3 separate regions of the Sus scrofa genome follow, and regions 1 and 2 are each linked to region 3. Evidence: chromatin contacts called from public HiChIP or PLAC-seq data. All regions are on one chromosome and are shown on one strand. Each heading gives the region's core, a stretch centred on a gene start, on an enhancer-like site or on the middle of the called end of the contact. The rest is flanking DNA. Distances are from core to core; before and after follow the strand shown. Region 1 has its middle 440 kb from the start of MN1. Region 2 has its middle 280 kb from the start of MN1. Region 3 holds the start of MN1 (transcriptional activator MN1).

Region 1 (3,938 bases), core at 648-3,147, 440 kb after region 3:
TGTCCTGTTCTATCCCTTCCTCGCCTGCTTCTCGTTCCGAAATCATCCCAGACTCTGCACACATCCCAGAATGAGTTCACTGTCCTCTGCACTGTTCCTTACTCCTAAAATTCCCTTCCTTCCACTTTTTACCCAGATAAGCCCTAGTTATCTTTCAGGCCTTAAGCCAAGATCACATTCTGGGAAAGGCTCATTTGACCCATCCAGGGGCTAGGGGACAGGCGGAACGCCTGCGTTGTAGTCCCACAGCCCAGTGGACTCCCACAAAGAGCCCTCACAGGGGGTGTGTTCTGAGGTAATCTGTGTCCCTCTGCTGTTCCACTGCTCCCTCTGGACTGCGGGGGCGGGGGGGGGCTGGAACCTTGATGTGGACCCTATTCACTCCAAGTCCTTAGGTTCTAGGGTAACCATGGTACAGAGATATGTCCAGAGGTGTTTATAGAATGAATGAGGGAAGTGGGAGAAAGAAAGAGAGAGAGGAAGGAAGGAAGGAAGGAAGGAAGGAAGGAAGGAAGGAGAGAGAGAAAGGAAGGAGAGAGAGAAAGAAAGAAAGAAAGAAAGAAAGAGAGAGAGAGAGAGAGAGAGAGGGAGGGAGGGAGGGAGGAGGGAGGGAGGAAGGGAAGGAAGGAAGGAAGGAGGGAAGGAAGGAAGGAAGGAAAGAAAGAAAGAAAGAAAGAAAGAGAGAGAGAGAGGGAGGGAGGGAGGGAGGGAGGGAGGAAGGGAAGGAAGGAAGGAAGGAGGGAAGGAAGGAAGGAAGGAAGGAAGGAAGGAAGGAAGGAAAGAAAGAGAGAGAGAGAGAGAGAGAGGGAGGGAGGGAGGGAGGGAGGGAGGGAGGAAGGGAAGGAAGGAAGGAAGGAAGGAGGAAGGAAGGAAGGAAGGAAGGAAGAAAGAAAGAAAGAAAGAAAGAAAGAAAGAAAGAAAGAAAGAAAGAAAGAAAGAAAGAGAAAGAAGTTAGAAAGGAAGGAAGAAGGAGGGAGGAGAGAAGGAAGAAGAAAAGGAGGAAGAGAGGAAAGGGAGGGAGAGAAAGACAGAAATTTTGGCACAAAAATATGGGCCTCGTTTCTTTCCAGCCATTGTACTTTTTATATCACCACCATCGAAATGAGCCTCGGAGAAGTTAAGCAACTTCCCTGAGGTTTCCCTAGCAAGTGAGAAGTGGGGGCTCACCTTCTGTGCCTTTTCACTGTCAAACAGACCACATCTAGCAAAGAGGGACCTGGCTGGAGTCCAGAGATCCAGCTTGAAGGTCCCTCCAGGACCTCAGAGAAGTCCCCTTCTCCTCTCTAGACTTCAGTTTCTGTATTTGTAAAGGGGGAATTACATCCAGATACCCTGTTCTGAGTGTCTGGGTCTCTGGGGATGCTGCAGGTAGGGGGTACCTTCACAGAGGAGGGAAGCCAGTGCAGCTGGGGTGGGGGTGCACATTCTAGACATAGGCCAGGGAGCTGGACCCAGGGGGGCAGGGGAACAGGAAGGAAACAGGCTGAAGTGCTAGCAGCAGGAAGTGGAGGCTGAGGCTGGGGCTGGGGAGGGCAGCCCAGGGGGAGCCCTGCATCTCCAGGTGGGCCCCCTTCCTCTCCTTGACCTTGGCTCTGACCTCAAATGTTTTCAGATGAGGGACGCCGGATCCACCTCGCTGGATCTGAAAGCGCAATTCCATCCCTCCGGATTTGCGTAGAAAACGTCTCCGGCCCCTGCTGCATCTCGCTCTCCCAGCCAAGTCTCCGAGCTTAGTTCACTCAAGGCGAAATATTTGGACACCAGGAAAGCATTAAGTAATTGGTGGATTTTTTTCTCCCCGTTTCCACTTGCGTCTGTTTGTTTCCTGCAGGGTTGCCTGACACCAGCCAGCCTTGAATTTGGTCCTGTTCCCTCCGCAGCGGGGACCCCGAGGGGCTCAGCCCAGGGTGTGCACCATGGAGAAAGTGCGTAGCCTGCCTGGCGGCCAAGGTCCACAGACAGCAGGGGTGCTGAGGAGTCCCCAGGGTCTTCAGGGCAAGTGAGAAACTGGGAGCAGGCCCCTCAGAACGCCAGCAGACTGCCCCCTCATCATGACATAGGGAGGATGGTTACATTGATCTAAAGAGCAATTTCGGAGAAAACTCACCCCCTGCTGGCTACACCTAGGGAAGCGATGAGCCCAGGGGCCCTGGACAGGAGGCTAGGGTCTGCCTCTTCCAGCCTTGGACAAGTCACTTCAGTTCTCTGTGGCTCTGTTTCCGGCTTGTTGTTATGGTTGCTAGATACAGCAAATAAAAACACAAATTTGAATTTCAGAGAAATGATGAATCATGTTTTTAGCATAAGTATATACCATGCAATGTTTGGGATACACTTATTCAAAAAAAATTCTTTGTTTCTCTGAAATTCAAACTTATTGGGGCAATCTGTATTTTATCTGGCACCCCCAGCTGCCATAACAATAAAGTCAGATGATGTGTAGGTGAACTTTATGGTGTGTCCAGCTCCATGGAAAGTGATCAGAACCCGGTAGCCATTTCTATTACAGTCAGATCAGGAATATTAAACATTAAATACTAATGCTAATTAATATTAACTAGTTACCATTAGTCCATATTAGTTAATATTAGTGAATCAAGAATCAATATCAGGGGTTCCCGTCGTGGTGCAGTGGTTAACGAATCCGACTAGGAACCATGAGGTTGCGGGTTCGATCCCTGGCCTTGCTCAGGGGGTTAAGGATCTGGCATTGCTGTGAGCTGTAGTGTAGGTTGCAGATACGGCTTGGATCCCGCTTTGCTATGGCTCTGGCATAGGCCGGTGGCTATAGCTACGATTCGACCCCTAGCCTGGGAATCTCCATATGCCTCAGGAGCGGCCCAAGAAATGGCAAAAAGACAAAAAAAAAAAATATCAATATTAAAATGCATCATTTACTGAGTAGCTACCATGTTTCAGGCATGTCCTTTGCATTACTTCTTTTTTATCATGACACTCAGCGTGGTAAGTGACATTGATGTCCCCATTTTACTGCCATGGATTCCAAGAGTCGGCAAGATTAAATGTTATACCAGCTGTGACCCAGATTATTACTAGTTTGGAGTGCTGGTCTGAATGCCTTGCAAAGGTTACTTCCCTGAACGCCCTCACCCACTCTGTGAGTAGACACAATTAGTCTCCTATGACGATTATCTCCATTTCGCAAACAGGGATGCCAAGCCCTCAGACTCCTCAAGGTCATATAGCTCATCATTGGCTGAATAAAGCTTCACACCCAGGCAGTGCGGCTCCATCCTGACCCTCACCAGCCTCCAATGGAGATAGGATAAGGGTAACTGAGACATATGTCCCCCCGTAGAACACCAGGCACCCGGGCTGTGGCACATGGCATGCCAGGTATGTCGCTAGCTATGTCTCCTTTAAACCTCCCCTCAGTCTTGTGCGCAAAGGGATCATCCTTCCCACTGCAGATGGACCTGCTAGAGGGACCTGGGGTAACTCAAAAAGAGAGAGGGAGGGGTCAGCAGGTGGAGTCCAGGCACCCACTCCTGCCTCTAACAGGGAAGCCCTAACATTTCCTGGCTAAGTGACAATGGGCACGTTACTTGGCCTCTCTGTGTCTCCTATCTGTAAAATGGCGATGATAAAAATACCTTCCTCTAGGATGGCTGTAATCATTAAATGACTCAACCCATGGCAATCAGCACACATGGTGCCTCCCGGCACGTGGAAACTGCAAAATAAGTGTGAGCAGTTAAGATCACTCATGTATCTGTCTTAGCTCAGGCTCCTTCAGGGCAGAGCTTGGGATAAGGGCTCTGGTACAGGTGGCTCCTTTGGGGGGTAAACTCAGGAAGCCCTCACAGTGCGGTGGGCGGGGAGATGGGGAAGGGAGGGACCAGTACAGATGGACTCCTCAGCAGATGTCTGCTGTGGACAACTGGGACCCTGCCCTGCTGGGGACCGCCTGGGGTCTG
Region 2 (3,647 bases), core at 839-3,338, 280 kb after region 3:
CTATAATTCCTCACAACTGCATAGGTGAATCTTACTATACAATGTTGAAGGGAAGAAACCAGACACAAAATAATACTGATGGGATTACTACTATTATTCCACTTATAAAAATCCAGAAATAGATAATACAAAACTATGTTGTTTTCAGGTCTAAAGGAAACGCAGGGAAATGATGATCATTAGAGTTGGGAGGGTAATGAAGTCTCATGGGGGGAGGGGAAGGAGAGGCGTGGAGGAGGGGCAAGCAGGCACTTTTGATATTTTTTCCTTGTCTGGTTGTAAGAAAACACCAATGTAAATAGGTGTTTGCTTGATAATACATCATTCAATTGTGCAAAACTACCTTTTCTGTGCTTTGCTGTATGTTAGTTGTATTTCACAATTGAGAGCATAGAAAGAGCTTGTGTTGGCTTTGGCTCTAAGGGCAGAAGTGGAGGCTGGGAGGCCAGAGGGGAGGCTGCCGCAGACAGACAGATGAGACAATGGTGGCCTAGACTGGGGGAGCTGGGGGACAACTGGGAGAGAGAGAAGCAGAAGGATTCCCTGGAGATCTAGCTGATCAGCTGGTGGCCCCCATCTTGCTCACTGATGCTTTTGACTTCTGGCTTTTAACCACATCCTCCAGGACCTTGTCACCATAGTCCTGGGTCATCAGAACTGGGAGACCAGATGGGCCTCATCGAGGGTGCCTGGCAGCGGGGAGCCACGGACAGCATCAGAGAACCCCATGGAAAGGTGGCCAAGAAAAGAGACAGGGGAGCCAAGTGCAAAGAGAGAGTGGCGAAGAGGCCGTTTCTCAGAGCTGTCAGCATGGGGGCCCCGGGAGCCCCATGTTCCATTAGCCGTTTTGTGGGCTTGTTTTATTGGCCAGCGTGCACAGGTGGGGTGGCAGTCTGGCCAGGGTGACCTGTGCAGATGTGGCTGCAGGAGGGGACAGCGTCAGTGGCCGGACCTCACCCCAGCCCCCAGGCCCGTGCCCAGTCCGGATTCCCTAGCGCCTTCTCTCCTGCCTCCTGGGGACAGCGGCAGTGTTTTCTGTCTGGCCGGCCACGCCTGGCTGTGCTGGGGAACACAGGCCCCTTCAGAGGTGCCCCCCGAGTCGGCCGAGCTGTCCGAGCCCTGACAAGCTCTTGAGGGAAGCGGGCGTCGCAGCCCCAGCTGTGTAAATGTTTTTGGTTTTCCTGCTGAGGCTGGGGGTTGAGTCAGTGCCAAGACAAGCCTCGCTGGAGTTTTCTTTGGCAAGGCGGCCCAGCTCAGGAATGTCAGGCGAACTTTCCAAATGGGCTGGTTTGTCGGCGGGACCTCAGGCTGAAAGCTGAGCCCTGGGTACACTCTGCCATCATCTAATTACCGCGTCCCCAATTAGAGTCAAGAGCCATGGCCCGGCCTGGTCAGATGGGAGCTATTTTCTCTGCTCACCCTCCTCTTTCCGGGAGGGGCCGGGGCGGTTCAAGAGGCTCTCTGTGGGCTCCCCGAGTGGGCATGGGTGGGAGGGTAGCTTTCACCATTCAGAGGGTGATGATGTTTCCGGGGGGTGGGGGTGCGAACTCCATTCTGGGCCCCAGCTGCGACGCTGGGTGAAAACCCACTCCGAGGTATACATTTTCCGTCTTGTTGTTGAACTTGCTTAACTGCGACTTGGACCTTCCTCAGACGTCTCACAGAAGAGATGATCTAGAGTAAAGCTTCCAAATGCAGGATCCTCCAGGGGCGGGCCCGTTTCCTAAATGAGCGAAGCTGGCCAAGAGTGAGGCAATACGGAGGGGTGGGGACTGGGGCAGACAGGGAATTCATGCCTCAGCCACAGGGGTGGATGCTTCTCAGCTTCGGCTGACCTTGGCTTTGGGCGAATTGATTCGGATGTGGCCCAAACGTCTGAAGTTCCAAGAGAGACCCCCCAAATCTGTATTTTATGTAAAAATCCCTAAGTCTCAAAACGTTGGGAACTAATTCAATTAGGAAAAAAAAATTGACAGAGGACCATGTTAGCCAAACAAAACACATCTGGGAGCTGGATGAGGCCTTCAGACCACGCATGTGTGACCTCTGGGCTCCAACTTCCTGACCCGTGACTGCAAGCTGAGAGGACAGATGGAAAGAGCGACCTCATCCCCGACAATAGCAATGATAAAACACTTTTGTCTGTGCTCTGGGCTGACCCAGGCATGGAGCTGAGGACTTTTCTTATGATGAGCTCCATTTAATTTTTAATCTGATGAGCAGGTAGCATCATGCCCACTTTACAGATGGGAAAACTGAAGGCTACAGGATAGGATGTAATTTGGCCAAGGTCATACAGTTGATCAATGGCAGAGCAGGAATTGGCCATCAGGTCTGTCTGACCCCCAGTACTGGGCCAAAGTCATGAGATTTGCTTTCATGTTGTTGTTGAATTCATTCATTCATTTGTTCCATAAGGCTTTATTGAGCTCCTACTGTGTGCCAGGCACTGTGCTAGCTGCTTTGCAAGGATTAAATGAGGGAATATATGCAAAGAGCATAGAGCATATGCCCAGGTTGTTAGCTCCTGTTATTATTACTATTATCAATATGCATCTACCTACATGGGGAGTGTCCTGCACAGGCTGCTGGGGGTTGGGGTGTGAAGGAGGTTGTAAAAATACAAGTAATGTTGGGAGTTCCCATTGTGGCTCAGTGGTTAGCGAATCCGACTAGGAACCATGAAGTTGCGGGTTTGATCCCTGGCCTTGCTCAGTGGGTTAAGGATCTGGTGTTGCCGTGAGCTGTGGTGTAGGTTGCGGACTCGGCTCGGATCCCATGTTGCTGTGGCTCTGGTGTAGGCCAGCAGCTATAGCTCCGATTCCACCCGTAGCCTGGGAAACTCCATATGCTGTGGGAGCCGCCCTAGAAAAGGCAAAAAGACTATATATATATATATATATATATATATATATATATATATACACACACAAGTAATGTTTAGCTGCTTTTTTAATTTTAATTGAAGTATAGTTGATTTTTAAGACTGTGTTAATTTCAGGTTATAGGAGTGATTTAGTTATATATGTAATATATATATTATATATATTCAGTTATATATAATAGCCTTTTTCAGATTCATTTCCATTATAGGTTATTAAAAGATATTGAATGTAGTTCCCTGTGCTATACAGTAAATCCTTGTTTATCTGTTATATATAGAGTAGTGTGTATCTGTTAATCCCCTACTGCTAATTTATCCCCACCATCCCCCTTTGGTTACCATAAGTTTGTTTGCTGTGTGTGTGAGTCTGGTTCTGTTTTGTAAATAAGTCCATTTGTATCCTTTTTTAAGATTCTACATATAAGTAATATCATAGGTATTTGTCCTTCTCTTTCTGACTTCACTTAGGATAATATCTAGGTCCATCCATGTTGCTGCAAATGGCATTATTTCATTCTTTTTTCATTAGCCTCTTCTTTTGAAAATGCCCAGCTTCATGGATCTCGGCTAGATGCTTTCATTGACTCCGTGAACCTGGGATTCACTCATCTCTGATCTGTGAAATGGGTACAGTAGGCACCCAATCAGAGCCACTGGGCACAGAAGTTCAGTTCACACCGGCAAAGCTCTAGACAGGGAGTGCTTGGAGGAGGCCTTGACCATCTTGGTGCCCCAGCACCCTCGCCGACCCAGGGGCAACAAT
Region 3 (3,937 bases), core at 714-3,213:
CACATCCTGAGCAGAAAAGCAGCCGGGCCCAAACACACCCTCCTTTCAGACTCTCACACACCTTGTAGGCTTAACTCTTGGAAACAGCCCCAGAAAAATACTCCCACACCCCCTCCCTGGAACGTGCAGAATTATTCCACAGGAAACCTGCCCAGGTGTTCAGGGGACCCCCACCCAGACCCTGTGAAGTCATGCCTCAGCCTAGAGCACACCTCCAACCCAGGTCTCCCCAGACTGCCGGTCTGCGGGCCATTCTTCCCACTGCCCTGGCCCACCCAGGGCTCCAGACAGGCCCCAACCTTCCCTATTCTCTCCAGACACACAGAGACATAAGGGTCCTCACTCAGGTGCCCCCTGAGGCATGCAGAACCCAGAACCCACAGCTCTCAGCCGGGTATGAGACCAGGTGTCATGAGTTTTGCGTATGGCTTTACCCCTGCAGAGTCTGCCTTCTGGCAACCATTCCTTCTACCATCCCCTTCCTACCCAGGGGCTCTGGGTCTCTCCTGCTCTGGCCTGGGGGCCTGCCCTGGGGTAGGGGTGTCACCAGAGGCCTACCCAGTCCCTTTATTTCTTTGTGCCCAAATCAGCCAAGCTTCAGTCTTTTCTCCAGCTCTCACTTTCCTGTCACTTTGCTAAGTAATAATTTCCATGTCCAATTCCATTTCTTTTCTAGTTCTGAAACCTCTAAGCTATCAGCAAGAGGATAGTTCACATGAAAACTAATTACACAAAATCAATATTTAATCACAGACCAACAACCTGATCCTGCAGAAAAATCCTTTTAAAACTCCACTGCCCTGTACAAATAGTTCTTCCCAGATGCTTATTTATGGACCCCATTTTTGGTGGGGGTAATTTTCATTTTTAATTTCAAAAAGAAAAAAATATCTGTAGACATCCTCAACAGGGAGGTCCCATGAAGGGCCTTTGGATCTGAACTTGCTTCCATTCTCTGAGTTTTCAAGTTGCAAGTTTTTATTTTTATTCTTAAAGGGGTGGTGGGTGGGGAGTGGGTAGGGGTTATTTTCTTCAGGAGTCCCTTCGGAATCTGCTTCCCGCCTCCCCTTGCCCTAAATTGAGCCCATTTTCCCGGCATTTTGAGTTCTGGAACACCCAGCTTCTGACTTCCCAGCAGTAACTCTGGGGAGCGATGAATCCGCGCTTAAACCGCGGTAACTTTTTAACTCCCCGCCCAGGAATGGTGGAGTGCTTAATCTGAGGTTTTTAAATAAAAAGGGCTCAGGGGTTGGTTTTATTATAACGTTTATTTCATTTCAGATTTCATGCACAATTTAGCAAACGCTAGACAGACTTGGGCGATAAACACTTTCTTTTGTGGGGGGAAAAGGCATTTTTATACACCATGCTTAATTTTATTTAGATTTAATAGCGATATCAGGGGCACTTCAAAGAAAGTTCCTTTTTTCTCCCCTTCTCCTAAGAAAGCTGGTCTGCTAGCAAAATCGCCTCGTGCTATTTTATGGCAAGGAAAATTAAAGGCCTTTCTCCCCCTTCCTCCCCTACAAACGCTTTAGGGAGGAAAATACACACAGGCAGGCACACAGAATAAACACTTCCTCTACCCTCCATCATCTCTAACTCCCAACTTCTAATTGCAAGATAGATTGCAGCCTCAGTGGGGATCAGGAAGATCTAAACATTTTAACTAAGATTATTGGGATAAATATTTCATAAAGAGCAGGGCAGATATTAAATTACTCCTATTGATTTTGGTATCACAACCCAATTCCGTTCCTTGGCCTCTTCAGTTTAATTGATCTCTTAAGGAGGCCAACCTCGCGCCCGAAGAGGGCCTGGGCCTTGGCCCTGGTGCCTGGACTAGGGCGCTCCGGCCAGTCAGTGCCGCCCTCTGCGCGCTAGTCTTCTCCAGGCTCCTGGCCGCCTCGCTGCTCCGGCGCTGGGCTCACGCGACAGGCACCCCTCCCCCCGCCCCGCATAAAGTGGCCGAACGGTTACTGTTCTCGGCGGAAGCCAGCCACTGAGAACCAGGAACCCTAGACAGTGGAGATAGGGAACAATTGCTCCCTCCCTAGTAAGGGAGGAGCTAGCTAGCGCCCGATCTCTGGAGGAGAACCCTAATTTAGGGGTTCCCCATTTGCTTTTCACCTCCAGGATAATCCAAGGGCCGGCTAACTTGGGCGCCACAAGTAAGCAGACAGCAGTGGAGAGCCGAGGGTTCGCTCCAGGGCTGAAGAGCAGTCGACACTTAGCTGCGACTTTCCACGGCGAGTCCAGGAGCTTTGCCTGGCGACCCCATTGTCTGAACGCCCCGCACCGCTTACCGCCCACCTCCCCGCCCCCTGCCCACCCCGCAGGTCTCGCTTCAGTTGGGGGTGGGGAGTTGGGAACTGTGGTGAGTGGGAAGGGGGGTGAACAAAGCCCAGCTCCCGCCATTCTCCGCCTGCGCCCTCTCCATCCCGATGCTCGGGGAGGCCAGGGAGCGCCCGCAGCGCACTGGCGCCAGACCCGGAGGCTAACCGGTGCGGGGGACCCCGGAGCAGGCGAAGTGCGAGTTCATGGCGGGGGCCTCGGCAGTCAGCACCCAGGACCACCTTAAGAGCGAGCCCCGCCCCGGGCCCGAAGCTTGGGCTGCGCTGATTGGTGCAAATGTAATGGCTGAAATTGATTGCTGAAATGCAAAACTTGTTGCTGCTTCTCCGGGCTCTGGGCGAGAGGCAGACACAGAAAGGGGAGCCGAGACCCTCGGAACGCCCCACGCAGAGCCCCCCCGCCAGCCAGAAGAGGGGTGCGAGGACCCCCCAGAGCTGCCCCCGCCCCCTCCCATTCCGGGTTCTGAGAGCGCAGCCGGATCGCCTTAGCCTGCTCGCCCAGCGTGGCCCCCCAAACCCGCGTACGCCCCCCTCCCCGGGTCCGAGGGCGACTTGCGAAGCACCTCGGAGCGGAGGCAGGGAACCCGAGGCTTGGAGCGACCATCGTCTCGCTACCCACCCGCGCCTGGAACGGTTGGCGGAGATCCCCGCGAACTCAGAGACCCAACGGCAAAGGACAGAATCGGCAGGCGGAGGACGTGGCCGTGAAGCGGCGCACCGGGTCCAGCGCATCAGCGGCGGAACAGGGGAGCCGCGCCTTCCCCCAGCCATCGGTTTCAACCTCTGGTGCCCGCCGCCTCCTCAGCCCCGCTGAGCGCTCCGCTCGGGCACCAGCACCCGGTGATGCCGAGCGGAGTCTCCAGTCCTCTGACCCGGTGAAGAAGCAGAAGCCGCCTGCTCCGGGCCGACGGGGACTGTGCAAGCGGATCTTGCTTGGCTGAGGCTTGGGCTGCGGAGCGCCGGGACTCCAGGGGGAGGGGGGGAGGGACCGCACTGTCCGTGCCCCCGCGCCAGCCGCGGCTTTGAAGGGTCTTCCTGTCCGGCCCCTTAGCAGCTCCTCCACGGGCTCCGGGAGACTTCGGGAAGAGTCGGGGGCTCCCCACCCAACCCGATCGGACTTAAAAAGGTGATCGCTCTGCTCTCCCTCCCCCTTCCCGCCTCCTACCCCCCACTTAACTTTTTGTCTCTACGAGCCCGCAGCTCCGTCCTCTTCCCTCAAACCCACCCGCGGCCCTGCCACCCACCCGGGGCATGGGCCCCCCAACACGGCTCCTGGAGGCCCCGCGGCGCCGCAAGATGTGAGAGGCCCCGCGTCGGGCAGAGCGAGAGCTTCGGGAGAGGAGCCGATAGCCCCCAGCCTTTGCAAGCCAGGCGAGGTGGCGGTGCGCGCTGCGCCCCCGCGGTGCTGAGCGTCCCGGGGCGCCCTACCTCGGGCCGGAACGAGTAGCTGGCCGGAGGCGCGCCGCGGAGAGCAGGCTGTCATGCCCTATTGATCCCCCTGCCCCCCGCCAAGTATGTTTGGGCTGGACCAATTCGAGCCCCAGATCAACAGCAGGAACGCTGGCCAGGGCGAGAGGAACTTT

What was found. HiChIP or PLAC-seq counts read pairs in DNA pulled down with a chosen protein or histone mark.
Region 1: a contact with region 3 is called in an H3K27ac HiChIP or PLAC-seq map of skeletal muscle. The contact joins the enhancer-like site here to the promoter of MN1 in region 3. A contact is called at or near these places in 9 of 47 Hi-C or Micro-C datasets (adipocytes, embryonic fibroblasts, heart right ventricle and 5 more) and 1 of 2 datasets of contacts at active chromatin or transcription factors (skeletal muscle).
Region 2: a contact with region 3 is called in an H3K27ac HiChIP or PLAC-seq map of skeletal muscle. The contact joins the enhancer-like site here to the promoter of MN1 in region 3. A contact is called at or near these places in 14 of 47 Hi-C or Micro-C datasets (alveolar macrophages, embryonic fibroblasts, epiblast stem cells and 8 more) and 2 of 2 datasets of contacts at active chromatin or transcription factors (alveolar macrophages and skeletal muscle).

What each region holds. Positions count from the first base shown.
Region 1 is chr14:44,705,165-44,709,102 of Sscrofa11.1, reverse strand. No RefSeq gene overlaps it. Among named protein-coding and RNA genes, the nearest start is that of MN1, 440 kb to the left of the region's middle. Within about 2 kb of position 1,897, at least 18 of the 83 cell types and tissues checked have an H3K27ac peak or open chromatin away from gene starts, as enhancers often do. A contact at or near this core is called in mesenteric adipose tissue, omental adipose tissue, retroperitoneal adipose tissue and 1 more, where this site is marked.
Region 2 is chr14:44,857,697-44,861,343 of Sscrofa11.1, reverse strand. No RefSeq gene overlaps it. Among named protein-coding and RNA genes, the nearest start is that of MN1, 280 kb to the left of the region's middle. Within about 2 kb of position 2,088, at least 28 of the 83 cell types and tissues checked have an H3K27ac peak or open chromatin away from gene starts, as enhancers often do. A contact at or near this core is called in embryonic fibroblasts, mesenteric adipose tissue, omental adipose tissue and 2 more, where this site is marked.
Region 3 is chr14:45,140,502-45,144,438 of Sscrofa11.1, reverse strand. MN1 (transcriptional activator MN1) reads left to right here and starts at 1,963. Exons shown (of 4, transcript XM_021072488.1): 1 at 1,963-3,937. The coding sequence starts at 3,869.